2 separate regions of the Oryzias latipes genome follow, and region 2 is linked to region 1. A link is a contact called in public Hi-C data. All regions are on one chromosome and are shown on one strand. The core of a region is the stretch at or near the end of the contact, and the rest is flanking DNA. Distances in the headings are between cores, read along the strand shown.

Region 1 (6,738 bases), core at 1,975-4,474:
AGGTCTCCTCAGCCAAGGGGTCCCATCCCCGAAGCGCCGACCCTCCAGGCCCCACACCACCCACCCCACACAGGGAGTGAGGAACCAGAAAGCGCTGCCCCCCCAGAGCAAGCCCAGGCCCCCGCCCCCAGGTAAAGCCCCTGGCAGAGCTCTTCTCAGGCCTCGAGGGCCAACCAGCCGGGGCGACCGCCGATTACCTCAGCAGAGACCCCAACCCGTCAAAGCCTTTTCCATCTTTAGGTGGCGGACATGCACTAGTAAACAGTGGAAAAAGAAAAAGAAGTCCCTCCCTGCTTGTCCAGTGTGAACACCATGGACTAGATGTGCGTTCAAGAACCCACATTTAGCACATTCTTGAGCTTTATTGTTTCCCTCACTCAAATGTTCTTCAGTACAACATACGACTTGGTGTCATTCTGCTGTTTGCCTTTTTCTATAAAAGTTCATTTTTTGTTCTGACTCACGAATCTTTCAGGGGAGAATTGGTTCGCACTATAATTTAAAAGGTAAAGAGAAAAGTATTTTGGGCTTCTGCACAAAGGAGCAGTGTTGAAATACACTAACCATTTTTTTCCTGCACGCTCCAATCCACTTGTGACTCACGGCAGATTTATGGATGTACATATAAACTACAGAGGGACTTCATACAGGGTGCTTTCTCATCCTCTGGACAAAATAAAGAGGCGGACAACGAAAAATAATTATCGTTTGGAGGGATATCCAGATTTAGACGAGGACTTCGGTGTAATTAACTGGAGGCCGGCCGTCCCCTCACCTGCACTTCGCAGTGGCACAAGCATCATCGGCTCATCCATTCACCGTCTGTTTGCACACACTGAAGAGGAAGACTGCTATTACCCAGTGAGAGCTGGTGCTGTGGTACAGCTCTGGTGTCAGGCTCAAGGACACAGTGCTTTTTGCATGTGCACACACAATGCACAGACACACAACGCGAGACGCGAGCTGGCTGTTGTCAGCTCTGTGGAGCTGCAGGCTCTGGAAGGCAGTGCCAGTCTCTTCAAAAGACAATTCCAGAAATGCACCAAAAATATGCGAGAGTTTGAAAAAATGATCAGTAAAAAGAGCATAGAGCATTGAGACAGAAGCAGTCTTTTGTAGTATGGATGTGTGTTTAACTATCCTATAAGTCTTCTGCTGTCTGAAACCTGTAAGCTTACTTGTTGCTTCCTGCTTCATGTGAGCTCTTTGTTGGTTTAAGGGATAAAGTAGTTTACCAAAATGTCTCAGGGGGATAGCATTATAGAACAACTTACTACCATAGTTTTCATTTTAACAACATCTAATCCACCTGTGTGGTTATTCAGTTCTTTATTCCCCTTTGTGCATTGATTTAAGCAAGACTGATACTGAAGGATTTTTAACCTAATTTTAGGATTTAAGTGTAAAAAGATACATTCAATTATTAATAGTGGTATTGTTTAAGAGATGGCTAAAAATTGCTAAATCGAATGGATCTTCACAAAGAAAATGGAATTTCTTTTCCCATAAAAAACAGATTCTAATGTTTTGAAGCTACAACTGATTTTGTTGTTTTTATTAATCAAAGTTTCACTTTTTTTTAAATTAAATTAATTTGATGAAGTAAATTTAAAAAAAGAATGATTATAACGGATGTTATGCTACTATTTGGCGTTTGACGAATGAATGGTTTATTCCTAAATAATGTAAAAAATATTAAATTAAAATAAATCAGAAAATAGCTGAAATCTAGCTTGCACTGTTAGAATTTCCAAAAAATAATTTGGTTAAAAATCCTACCATCATATGGGATTTTTCTTAGGTTAAAACATGAGAAGGCCACAAGTTTTTTCTGGAGACCCTATGAAGCGTAAAAACATTAAAGCATTTACAATAAAAACATTTTTTAAATGAACTAAACTTGTAGGTTAGTTCGTTTTTATGCTAAATGTTATAGGGACCCATACAGTTCAAACATAAAAAATAAGAGATACATTTTAAAATAAAATTAAATCCAAACTATTATTTAGATTTAGGAAACTTTGTAAATTCAGTCAAACTAAAAGCATCCTATAATATCTGCTGCTGACATTATGTCAGCAAGCAAGCACTGCAATACCATTTAGAAATATAAGAAAACAGGTGATTTAAAGTTGATAAGGGGAAAGTCTATAATGTAGTTCATAAGACAAAGTTTAGAGTGGCTCATGATTTTATAAAGTACCACTGATTGGCCTTAAGCTCCACGTGAGCTTTGACCGGCTCAGCTGTCAGGGCCTCAGTGCTGCCCCCTGCAGGCGAGGTGGCCACATCATTGCAGGGAGCAGAACTAGAGGGGAAGAAAGGAGACTGAGGGTTCCTCGTGGGGGAAAGCAATATGAATTAATGTGTGTCCCCCACTTTAAAACATCGAGGCTTTTTGCACACAGTAGCCCCCCTCCAACATAAGACAGCGATGCGCTTCAGCCCCTCTAAAATAAATGACAATTAGGATCGAACATGATGCACAACGACGCACGGGGATTCTTCTGCTTGTTGAACCCGCGCGACCAAAACATTTCGGTCCGATTGCGCTCGCGATGCGGCAGCGCCGTTTCCAGGGAACGAGACAGCCACTACTATCACCATGTGTTACGTTCTCGTCTCAACTCTCCACAGTGGGTCCTATCGCAAAACTTCCCCGTGTTGTTCTAAGCCAGAATCGCTCCTGCCCTCCGCCGTGAACAACGCCGAACGAACGGGACCAGCTCCGCCACAGCCTCGTGCATCTCGGCACCGAATGACACTTGCACCTGGACGTGCACTTCACAGCCACGGACGAGCTGATGATTCCTCACTGTCATGCACTGTGCCCCTAACGCACCGATGCCTCTGCTACGCTTGCACCTCTCTGCGCGAGGAGCCCGAACTCTCATTTCTGTGTCTGCAAAGCCAAACCGAACCGGGCTTAAAGTGGCCACGCTGTCGCGAGCACGCGACGCTGTCTTACCTGGCTCCCGCGTCTCTCTCCCGGATCGATAATTTCTTCTTTACACCATTAACTCTCCGCCATCTTCGTCACTGTTTGTTTAAATGGGAAACGCTGCCGAAGCCCGAGGAAGCCTGGTCTCTAAGTTGAAGTGGTGCGTGGGCTTCTGGGTAAACGAGTTTCCCCAGGAACATGCCCGCCCCGCAAACAGACTGCGTCCACCGCGGAATTGGACTACAGGCAGGGACAACCACCGCACGGGGGAGGAGAAGGGGAGGCGGGGGAGCAGCACCGTCTGTCTCGCTGCCTGTAGACGGATGTCAGCGACGAGAGAGACGTTGGCAGCGTGTGAATGATTATTTAAGCGCCGAGCGACATGACAATCAGACTCCAATGGCGGCAAAGCCAGGAGGAACGTTCACGAAACAAGACTTCACTCATTAGACGAGAGGCTAAAACGTTTAAACCTTTAGTTTGGCACTTCGGCAGATTTTCATTACAATAATTTGCATGACGGGGAGTTTACCTTACATTTTGAAGACACGCATTTTTAAACACATATGTGTAAACAAATTTTCTGTATTAATGTTTTTACATACTGCACATGAAAATTTAGATTAAAGGTTGCCAGATTTGGTGAGGTGAAAATCTGTGAGGGCAAACCATCCAGTTCTTTGAACCCTTAATTTAACAACATTAAATGCAAATTAATAAACCAAATGAATATTTTATTGCAATGGAATACATTTAATTTTTTCACAAAGAAGAAAAACGAATTACATTTTAACCAAAATTACTGTGAATTTTATATTTAAGGACCAGAAATAAAATAAAGAAAATGTTTGTTGTTTTTTATTTACGAGCCCCTGATCAACAATCATAACAGTCAATTCAATTCACAACGGAAGGTGGACATTTAAATGCAGGCTGCATAAGGCTCACAGACCAGACTTTGGACATGCCTGATTTATGACATCACCCATTTCTGGAGAGTGAAAATGAAGCCTAAAGTGAGTTGACGAATAAAGTTTCTTGCATCTGCTTTAACGATGTTGCAAAAATGGCAAAAAGACAGTGTAAAAGTAGAGTTTGGAGCTTCTCTCATAAATATAATTTGCACCAAATTGAGCTAGAAAAAATGTAAACATCTAGTTTAAGAAAATTTTCAACTGTGCTTCTCACACATATTTATCAAAGAAATCCTTATGAATCCAAAACAGATTACTGAATCATGAATGCATGTAGGCAGTGTACCAGGGAGGTCAATGGTGAATTGCTCTTTTCTGCAACCAACCCCCAGTGGTTAATGGTGGAACTGCAACACATAGTTCTTCCTGGCTTGTCTCAAACTCAAAATGGAGGGTGGAAATTAAGAGTGAAAAGTCAGGAATCGGTCAAAATGGCTTGCGAAACACTATTTTTTCTGATAGCCGCTCCCACCATCATTTAGCCCCACTAAAAACACCTCAAATTACTCATCAACACGAATACATCCACAGATGATGACCAGGCACCTTAAATCCGTCCTCACATTTTTGGACGAAGCCATTCCATCAGATCACCCAAACGGGCCATGCTGCTTATCTGTAAAGAAGGAAAAAGAAGGAGGAACAAGAATAAGAAATTGGAATCATGGAAATAAAACCTTTAAATAAAGAAACAAGAGGCTTTTTTTTATTTAAGCAGAATTTTCACAGCTCTAAAAGATTTGATATGAATAAGACTAAAAAAGGCTTGGATTTTTTCCACCCTGAAGAGTTTTACTTTCCCTAGAAGCAAATTGCCCCCTTTGACTCTTTGGAAAGAATAACAGTGAACATATCGCATGTCATGTGAGAAATTAACAAATAAAACACACTTAGAGAAAATGAAAGCATAGAAAACAAGTTCTGTGTTTCTTAGCCCTCATTTTTCTATCATTGCCCAAAATAATATTGTGGTTTCTCAATGTCTATCAGATTTTGGTTCTATCAACCCAGAAGTACTTAGTTATCCAGAGTCAAAGTTGTTGTGATATTTGCAGATTTTATGAGGATTGCTCCCATTACTTTGGTTTTATTTCCTTTAGTTGTGTTCTTTGGATTCAGGTTAAATTCTGTTTTGATGTTTTCTCCCTTGTCAAAGTCATATCAGATTTAAGTTGCTCATTTATCCAAAGCTTTCTTCGGTTAGTTAATTATTATCCTCAGTATGGTTGAAGAATCTGGCTTTCGTTTAAGTTCCATTCTGTCTGCTGTTGTCATGCCTTTTGTTTCTCCTTTTGTTCTTCATATTGAAATTCAGATGTTTCTCTAATCATTCCAGTTTTAAGATTCTTTCTCCATGACCGGTCTCCTGCATTTTGGGTCGTACATGATTCATTACAGTTTTTTAATCGAATGTGACAAATCAGTTTGAATGCTAAATTTGCAGTGAAAGATAAGATAAGCTATCTTTATATTCGCCCCTTTTGTTCCTGTTTTCAAAACTTCATAAATGCCATCATCAGTTGAGAACTTTCTGGAAAAAGTAGTTTTATTTCCACACTTTCCTTAAAAAAATACTACAACATTAACAAAAAAACACATAACAGCCAACATGTTAGACTTTGACCAAAAAAATGGTGTTTGGAAAGTTTGTTTTAACATTTATCCTTTGTGGATGCCAAATGTGAAAGTCATTCAACAGAACATTATTTTAAAAAAGGGAAAAATGTATTTTAGTTTAAGAAAAAGCAGAAGAAAAAAAACATGATTCTCGTAGCAACTTGAAGAGACCATATTTTCTGCTGGAAAAAAATCAAAGACACATTTTTATACGTATAATGTCATTTCTACCTGCAAAGCGCTCCAACTTCTCCAAACACTATTTCATTGTTGATCTACAGTTATAGGCGTTATTATCATGATTTTGTGGAAAAGTAATTGTAATGTTAAAATTATCCATGCATGTCAGACCACATATCGGTCTTTGTTTGAGGAGCAATATATTAAAAAAGAAAAATTTAATCAGCTATATTTTATCTCTTATTTTGCACGAAAAATAAATCTAGCACTCACTTACAAATTATTTCTTTTTTCATTAAAAAAAAAATTCAGCCCAGGTTTATTTTGAAAAAAGATTTTATTTTTGATTTTATAATAATAATAATAAGAAGAAGAATTGATACTTTATTTACCCCACGATGGGGAAATTCTTCTCCGCATATTGACCCATCCCCTGGGGGGAGCGGCGAGCTGCAGACTAGCCGCGCTCAGGGGGCAACAGCTGGCTGGGGTGAGCGGGGATCAATCCGCCAACCCTTCGGTTGTTGGACGACCTGCCTGAGCTAAACTGCCGCTCATAGTTGAAAGTAACATGTAATTTGTGTCAATGAACCACAAAATATTGTGATAATCTGGTCTAACAACATGAGGAAAAGACGTGGAAGCTTCCCAATGAAAGAAAACCTGTGACAGAATTGTTTTCGTTTGCTGCTTTTATTGTGAAATTTAAAACAGTATTAATAAACTTAAAGCAAGTCTTTGTAACAGATTGTTGCAGTTGCAAAAGCTGAAATGTGGCCCCACATCCTGCAGTTTTTTCCCTGGAATGAGCCTTTGTTGAGCAGACTTTGTCTCACTGAAGGACTCCTTCAGGCCACCTATCTTATAGATGAGTCCCATACGTGAGCTCCATATGCGAGCTGGAAGGGTCAATGTTCAGCGGTGACGTCGGAACTGCGTGGCCTATGAACCGGGACACGTCAGAGAGGCGCTCCGACTGCTGCCAACACTCACAAGGCAGGAACAGATAGCACCAAAACCCATCAC
Region 2 (7,608 bases), core at 3,044-5,543, 46 kb before region 1:
GACGGTTCTGCAGCTCGTCCTGACACCTCAACTCTGCTATTGTTGGCAAATAAGCAGAAACCCTGTGAGGGAGGCTCGGGACTGGCAGGCGTCTTAGCAGCAGTCTGTTGTGATGTAAACAGACGATTTCCGGTCCACACCTTGACTTTACATTAATCCAGTTTTCCAAAAAGTTTGCTTTCCTCACACATGAACATAGGGTCCTTGTTCCTCCGATGGACCATCTATAGTGAAAACCCTGCATTAAGCTGCTCATTTCAGTGTTTGCTGCAGAAATGACAGGATAATAAGACTCAGAACTGTGACTGAGGCAGATATTAATCACATGGCAGCACGGCAGAATGACATGTGACTACCTGCAAATGTCCAATTAAAAATCCCTCGGCGAGGCCTGCACACAGCTGTGCATGCTCCTGACACACACATGACAAGCTAATGCCAATGTTTCCACACAAACACTCAGTTCTGTGAAATTTGTGGGGAGGGAATGGTTTGTCCTTGCAGCTGGGCTCTTTATGGGGCGTTATAGCATGCCTGGGAAATGCATGCTACATTTCAACTCAACCCAGCAGCGTCCGTTAACCTTTCCGGATTCCGACTTTTGCTCACCCTGCTCCTTGATCTGCCGGATCTGCCGCACCGTCTCCTTCAGGATGGCGCATTTGTCCGGTTTGACGTTAAAGCTGTCGATGTCGCTGAGGTTGGCGGAGATCAGCTCGGCCAGCTCTTCGATGTACTTGCTCTCCTGCTCCCGTCGCTTCCTCTCAGAACTGCGAGAAGCGACCCACAAACATCAGAAACTACCACTCCTCTGTTTTTAACCACATAGTCTGCTGTGAAGAGGACTGCAGGAAAGTTTAAGTATTCAATTTTGCTCTTTTTGTTCAGTTTTTTAAGATTTCACCTCAAGCTTTCCTTAACAATTCAAAAGACAGATGTTTGAGTACATTTTTTAAATTAGTAAATAGCAGCATCTTCCTCCATTATAAGGACTTCTAAATGCTTTTTCAACCCAAACCTTTAAGTTTTAGTTTGAGGGATACTTTTATCCTTCAGTTTTCTTGCTTTTTTATATTAAATTTAACAGACTCATGTTTTTGGTATAAAAAAGGTCTCTTAATTGATCCCTTTGAATGTTTGACATTGAAATTGAGATGCTGTTTTGATGACAGAGATGAACCTAAATGTTGTCCCCCTGTGTCGATAAAACTAGATAAACTGATGTACAGTCACTTTAAAGGCTTTCTTCCCCTCAAATTTCCTCTGACATTTCTAGTGGCCAACATCTCTTCACCAAAAGTGCTTGACCAGGTATTTCAAACACAGCGATATCTTTCTTTATCCTTCTCCGTCTGCACTGATGTCACACTTGAAGGCAAATTTATTTCTTTATTTATTTGTGATTTTATGAGTAGTTTTAAAGAGGGGAAATTAGGATAAAAATGACAACTTTAACCAATGAGTCAAGCTCTGAGATCTTTTTGAAGACAGATGTACGGATGAATAGATGGATGACTTTCATATGTGAAGGTGTCCAAACTTTCTTAAAAGTGCTAACTTCAGTGGTTTATCTGCAAAAGTACAAATACAAAAAAAAACACAAAAAAAAGTGCAAGTATGAAACATGTCATCAAATTGACATTAATCTGTATTTATGCCTTTATTTCATATTTATTAATTGATGGACAATTTCATAAAAACCGTTCTTCAAGTAAATAAACATGTGCTTTCTGGACTTACATTTTCTTCTAAAAGATGTTCTGTTTATTTTTTGGGTGGCTTCCTCATTTCTAACCAATGGTTGAGAGTGCATATATATTTTTATGTAAATGTTTATACTAAAACATCATGTAAGGCATTTTGGGAGAACAACCTTTAGCTGGGCCGGGAATAAGAATTTACATTACAGACATTTCATTTCAGACCCAATCCAATGAAAATTGTGTTTTTAGTGTTTTTAAAGTGTTCTTGCAGCATGTTAGAGAACATATATGAATAAAAATAAGCTTAAAATTTAATTTCTGAGTATTTTTTTATTCAAATTGTTGTGAATCAGGAGCAGATGAAAAAATGCCATTGGAAAAAGCTTATAGGTGTGACCTAGTAAATATGCAGGGCGGGCCAAATGGTCCCTGCTCAGCTCCATTCTGATGCATCCACCTGCAGACAAATATGGAAAATCCGTGTACGTCTTTCTTTTCCTCGTTTGAGCTGACATCTGACTCAAAACTGAAAGGCTGGAGCAATGTTGCTCGCCATTTTTGTTGTATTGGACATGTTATGTTGGGGGTGTGAGGGGCTGTAAGCTAGCAGGAGAGAGTGTTAACACAGTGGTCCCCGACCTTTTTCATGCCACGGACCGGTATGACGTCACACAAACTTTCACGGACCGGTCTTTCAAATATAGGCGGCTGATTATTGTAGCAATACTAGGTTGATGGAGGATCAAATACGTGACAAGATGAACCCTGTGCTTTTATTTTGACACGCTTAACAGTTGACATCGCACAGGTCTCATCATCCTCTCCCTTTCCCACACTTTCATGGTGGTACTTAATGAACCACGGACCGGTACCGGTCTGCGGCCCGGGGGTTGGGGACTACTGTGTTAACAGATGGATGATGGGAAGTGGGGGAAGGCTCACTAAAAGCCAAAGGTCCAACCCACAATTCAGTTCAAATGAATTAATGCTGCTCTGCAGAAACCATGTCCCAGAAAACAACACAAGTTATTTATTTTATTTTGGCTAAAAGCTGTGTAATTAAAGGCAACTAGGAACGCCTTGAAAGTAGATCAAAAGATAATCTGAGTGGGTCTTTAAGTACTAAAGTTTGCATCAGCAGTCCTGGACTTCTTCCTCATGCTGGCTGACGCTCTGCTCAGCAGCCACACGGACCAGAGTGGAGTTAAACCACTGACCCAGTAGCCTGGTTTCCTACATCTAAGTCCTCGTGTGCTGATCTCATAACTTACCCCAGAGCCGGCGTGTCGCAGGTGGACAGCTTGCGTTTTCGGTTTTCTGAACTCAGAGGCTCCATGGAGTTCTCCCCGAGTCCGCTCATCGTGCACACATATCAGTACCTGAAGAGGGGACACACACACAGAGACGGGGAAAGACACATTAGAAAGTGATTCCATGGTTCTTCTGAGCCTTTTAGCTGGTGTTGTGAAAGTAATTGTGACTGGAACTAGACATTCATCCTTTTAAACCCAGCAGAAAATAAACCTGCACATGGGCGTGCTGCAGAGCAGCACACAGTGGAGTGAATGCGCTTATTTCATGCAAATCGTATTCTCCTGGCACAGCCTGTCGAAAAAATAAACATGTCTCGTCGGCCTTCTCCTCCTCCTCCTGTTTGGAGAACAGTAAGCATGCAAGGTTGTGTTTGTTTGTGTGGGGCTGTGCATGCAGGGGTTCAACAGCACATGTGTTACACACACATGCAGGCACACACTCAGGATTAGCAGTGTCTCTGACGATAAGCCTCAGCGCACAACTAACCCCGTCAGACAGCCGTCTGTCTCCCATAATGCACCACATTTCATCTCCAGGAAGTGAGCTGATAAAGGTTGTGTTGGGGGGGGGGGGGGTGAAGGGAGGAAGGAAGAGGGGAAATAAAGGAAAGGAAGGGAAGAGTAAAAAAAGGGAGGGATGGAGGAGGTGTGAAGTGTGCACTGATAGGTCTCTTTTTTTTTGCCACAGTGACAGCAGCTGACACCGGGGAAAGGAGGGAGGGAGGGAGGGAGGAAGCGGACGCCAGGATGACGGGAGGGAGGAAGCGGCACAAACAGAGGGAGAGGATGAAGGGTAATCAGAGCAAAAAGAGGCGGGGGGAGAGTGATCGGAAAGAAAGGCGACAGGTGAAAGGGGGAGGAGCTAGAGTGCGTGGTGGTGTAACATCTTGGGTGCACAGAGAGTCTCAGTGCCCCCCCCCCCAACCTTTACAGCCATTGTAGCTTTTCATTTAATTGATTACATGCAGCACTGCCCCCCTCCCCCGTCTATGACAAACCAGGCCAGCGACGGGGGGGGGGGGGGGGTAATCATCAGAAACCCTCATCCCAACTATCTGACACGTGTCTTCACGCCAAGTAACAACAGGGGAGTCTAAAAGCACGAGGCTCTCAGAAACTCTTGCTTCATCTTGCCTCTGAGATTCTTTTACATTTCTCCTCTAGCACCCCCCCCCCCCCCCCCCCAATACAAAGTCCCTCCTGTCAGAGTACCTGCCTTTGTCTGCCTATCTGCATCCCCTCTTGCCTTTTTTCCACTCGGTCTGCTATCCTGCGTACACGCCTACCTGCCTCCCTGTCTGCCGCTCTTCATTAGACAAAACCCCCGCTTGTTGCTGTCTGATGAAACCTCCCAGGAAGAAGAGGAGCACAGGAAGTAAAAAAAAAAAGAAAAAAAGAAAAAAAAAAAAAGGAGAGGCGAGGGGGAGGAACAAAGTCAGAGGACTCAAAACTCCAAGAGCCGGAGCTAAGTGTTTGATTGAAACTCCGTCTGTGCTCCTACACCGATCAAACCGCCCCGCCAGCCCGCCCATTGATGAAGTCCTCAAAGGGGGTAGCTGCTCTAATTGCAGAGTGAATGAGGCTGCCCCAGAGAATGGCTGATGAAGGCTGCTGAATGCCCCAGGGAAATAGGTCACCTCCAGCCTGGCGCGGGCCGCGCGCTCCTCCAGCACGGGGAGAAAGTCAATTACACGCTACAGGCAGTGGGGCCTGGTGGAAGAGAGGCAGCGGGGCACAATGCAGCAGCAGGGGGGGCGGCGAGCAGGAGATGCACGGGGAGGGGAAGCGGAGAGGTGGATGGCAGTTTGGAGAGCGGCATGACATGAAAAAGAGCAGGGCATGAAGATGGCAAATTAAAAAAAAATAAGTGTGGGCTTGATGCCTTGCACCTGGGTAATGCAATTTCAGACTTAATTTGCCAGTAATAGCAGGCAGTCATTACGGAAAGCCTGAATAAAAAATGTAAAAAAAAAAAAAAAAAAGAAGAAATAATGGGGCTTGATTTTTAATGAGTTCACACTGGAACTTGGAAGAAAATAATAAAATATGCATGCATGTCAAGTTTTAGTCTGATCAGCAATAATGTAATATATGCCTGCAGCAGGACAGTGGTGATGGATGCAGGTGTGTGTGGCACTGAGGTCACACACTGCAGACAGGACTTCAGGCCTCCAGGTAAATGAACTGCAATTAAGGCCTTAGTCATGGGTGGATACGGGCCGTCTGGAAAATGGGTGAACACGTAGGTGGCCCCACACAAAATATCAAGGTTGTGTGTTAGTGTGTGCTCTCTGCGTGCAGCCTGACTGCTAGAAATGAGACAATCAGAACAAAAAGCTTGTGTGGACATCCTACAGGCGTGTCACATGCACCTGCACACCTCTTGCATTTGTGTGCCGTCAATAAGAAGCCAGTACATGCACCTTTTTAATGACTAGAGTTTGGGGTAAAGCGACATTCACCCCACCCTTGGCAACGCCCATTCAAGCGACCACTTCCAAAGAAAAAATCTATGTCAATGCGCATAAATGCATAAACTCCCATGATCATGCATATCTGTATGCAGGTTTCTACGACAGACGAGACAATCGTACGTTCCGTGTTCATGGTGTCCCTTAAGGTGGTCGCACGAGCTTCAAGGATATTGCGAGACACACCGGCGCTCTATTGCAGTCGAGGGTATTAAAGAGAAACGACTATGCAGTCGCACAGGTCTTAGATGTAGGAGAGTCATGGCAAACTCCTCTATAACCCAAAGAAACCCTCAGAGGAGGAATATGTGCTGCGTAAAACAACAACAAAGCAACACCAAGTAAACAGTCGTTAGAAAAGTGAACCGTCTGTGACCGTCTCCTCACCTTTTCAAAAAGTCTTCTTTCAGCTGCGCTCCTCTAAAGTCCTAAAACTTGGATTTTTAATGGGTAATTGGAAACCAAAAGGGGACACTTTACAACAATTCTGAGTGGCTACATCTCAATGATTTGTTGGTAAAAACCAAACTTTACCTGAAAGTCACATGTTTAAGGACATCATAGAAACTCTCTTTCCATTCCTAAATTCTGACAGTTTGCATGTTATCCTCACAATCCTGCCTCCCCATGAAAACCTATAGAGGGCTTTCCAACATGGCTTCAACAGGCAGAAGGTCTCTTGATCTGCTCAGCTGAGCATTTGAAAGCTTTCAAACGTTTCTGAGGCACACAACTCGGCCTCTGAAGCTGACCCGGCTTTCAAACCTGATCTTGACCCCAAAGGATTTCACGCAATGACCCCCCCCCTTTCCCACTGACCCACACTACCTAATGGGTCACTGAACAGGTGAGGACAGCGGCCCCTCAATCAACCTGGAATCCTTCAGGATCACCAGGTTTGAACCAGTGAAGAGCAGATCCACTGGTGGGATGAAAGGACATCAAGGGAGGGGAGGGAAAGTCAGAAAAAGATAAATAATAAATCAAACTAATGTGTCAGGTAAAAACAAACGTCCACGATGGTTTAAAATATTGCATCATCTTGTGTCCTATTTCACCAATAAAACTATCACTGCCTCCATTGCAGAAACACAAACGCGTGTTTTGATTTTTAAACTAGAAGCATTTCATTGTTTTGCAACATTAGGAAATATAAAACCTGCAAACAAACCCAAGTTTTCTTTTTTTTTTCCTCTTTGCATCAGTCATTAATGGGCGTACCTCAGAAATGTTTAAAGAGGAAAATATCTCTGATACAAGATTGACAGGTGGAATAAAGTTTGAGCTAAAAAAAAAGCTGTAGAAACTAAAATACGTCTCAGACATTAGTTAAAATATGCAAACGTATACAAATGCTTAGTATAAGTGTCAAATCCATGTCAAGACTCAAAGTCTAGGGGTAACTTTTTCATTTCTTTATTGAATTAAGTATCTATGAAGAACTTACAAAAAATATTGAGTTAAAAGCCAAACGTTTTTTTTATTTTCACTTTTCTTTTTTTTTTTCAACATTTCAGTGATTTAAATAACTTTTTCACAGGATCCATTGTACTTTTGGAAAAAAACAAACATTAAAAAACAAAAAATAAGGTATTAACTTGTAGCAAAACTGTAAATCATTTCAGGCTTTTGCCTGACCGTTAAAAATTCAAACACATATTTAACTATTTTTAGTGTTACAATTCTGGCAGCTCTTTATTCAACTTTGCCGGGTTGCAGGTTTCAAGTTAAATATTTAAATAATATTAAAAAATAAAATGTTAATCTTATGAAAATGAAATCAATAGGTCGTCTTTTTTTAAAGGAAATTTACAGATGTTTTGATCTTTTTAATATTTTGGCGTACATATTTTGTTAGGAACTTTAACGGAACATCGTCCGCCTTCAAACTCGAGAGCTGAGTCGGCTGCCAGTATCCTGCTAAAAAAAACAAACATAATTCTTTATTCCTTTCTTTAATTTGAGAATCTCAAACCTCATTTAGTTCTCCTAAATATCATTTCTCTTCTGGATAGATCTGCAGGATCATCAGCCTACAAGCGTAAAACAGAAAAAGGTTTTTTATTTTTGGTTTTAAATCTAAGCACATCTATGTGGGCCGGTGTGCTATTGTCAAAGAAA

Evidence for each region. Hi-C and Micro-C count contacts between places; a contact is called where the count stands out from the background.
Region 2: a Hi-C map of embryo shows a contact between it and region 1, with 2.6 times the contacts expected there. The contact joins the enhancer-like site here to the promoter of ncoa3 in region 1. A contact is called at or near these places in 4 of 5 Hi-C or Micro-C datasets (embryo and gastrula embryo).

The regions. Positions count from the first base shown.
Region 1 is chr7:18,917,317-18,924,054 of ASM223467v1, reverse strand. It overlaps ncoa3 (nuclear receptor coactivator 3), which reads right to left and starts at 3,224. Exons shown (of 22, transcript XM_011477387.3): 1 at 2,969-3,224.
Region 2 is chr7:18,963,681-18,971,288 of ASM223467v1, reverse strand. It overlaps ncoa3 (nuclear receptor coactivator 3), which reads right to left. Exons shown (of 22, transcript XM_011477387.3): 2 at 2,975-3,082; 3 at 610-770. The coding sequence starts at 3,063. Among protein-coding and RNA genes, the nearest start is that of LOC110015293, 23 kb to the left of the region's middle. Within about 2 kb of position 4,293, at least 5 of the 8 cell types and tissues checked have an H3K27ac peak or open chromatin away from gene starts, as enhancers often do. A contact at or near this core is called in embryo, where this site is marked.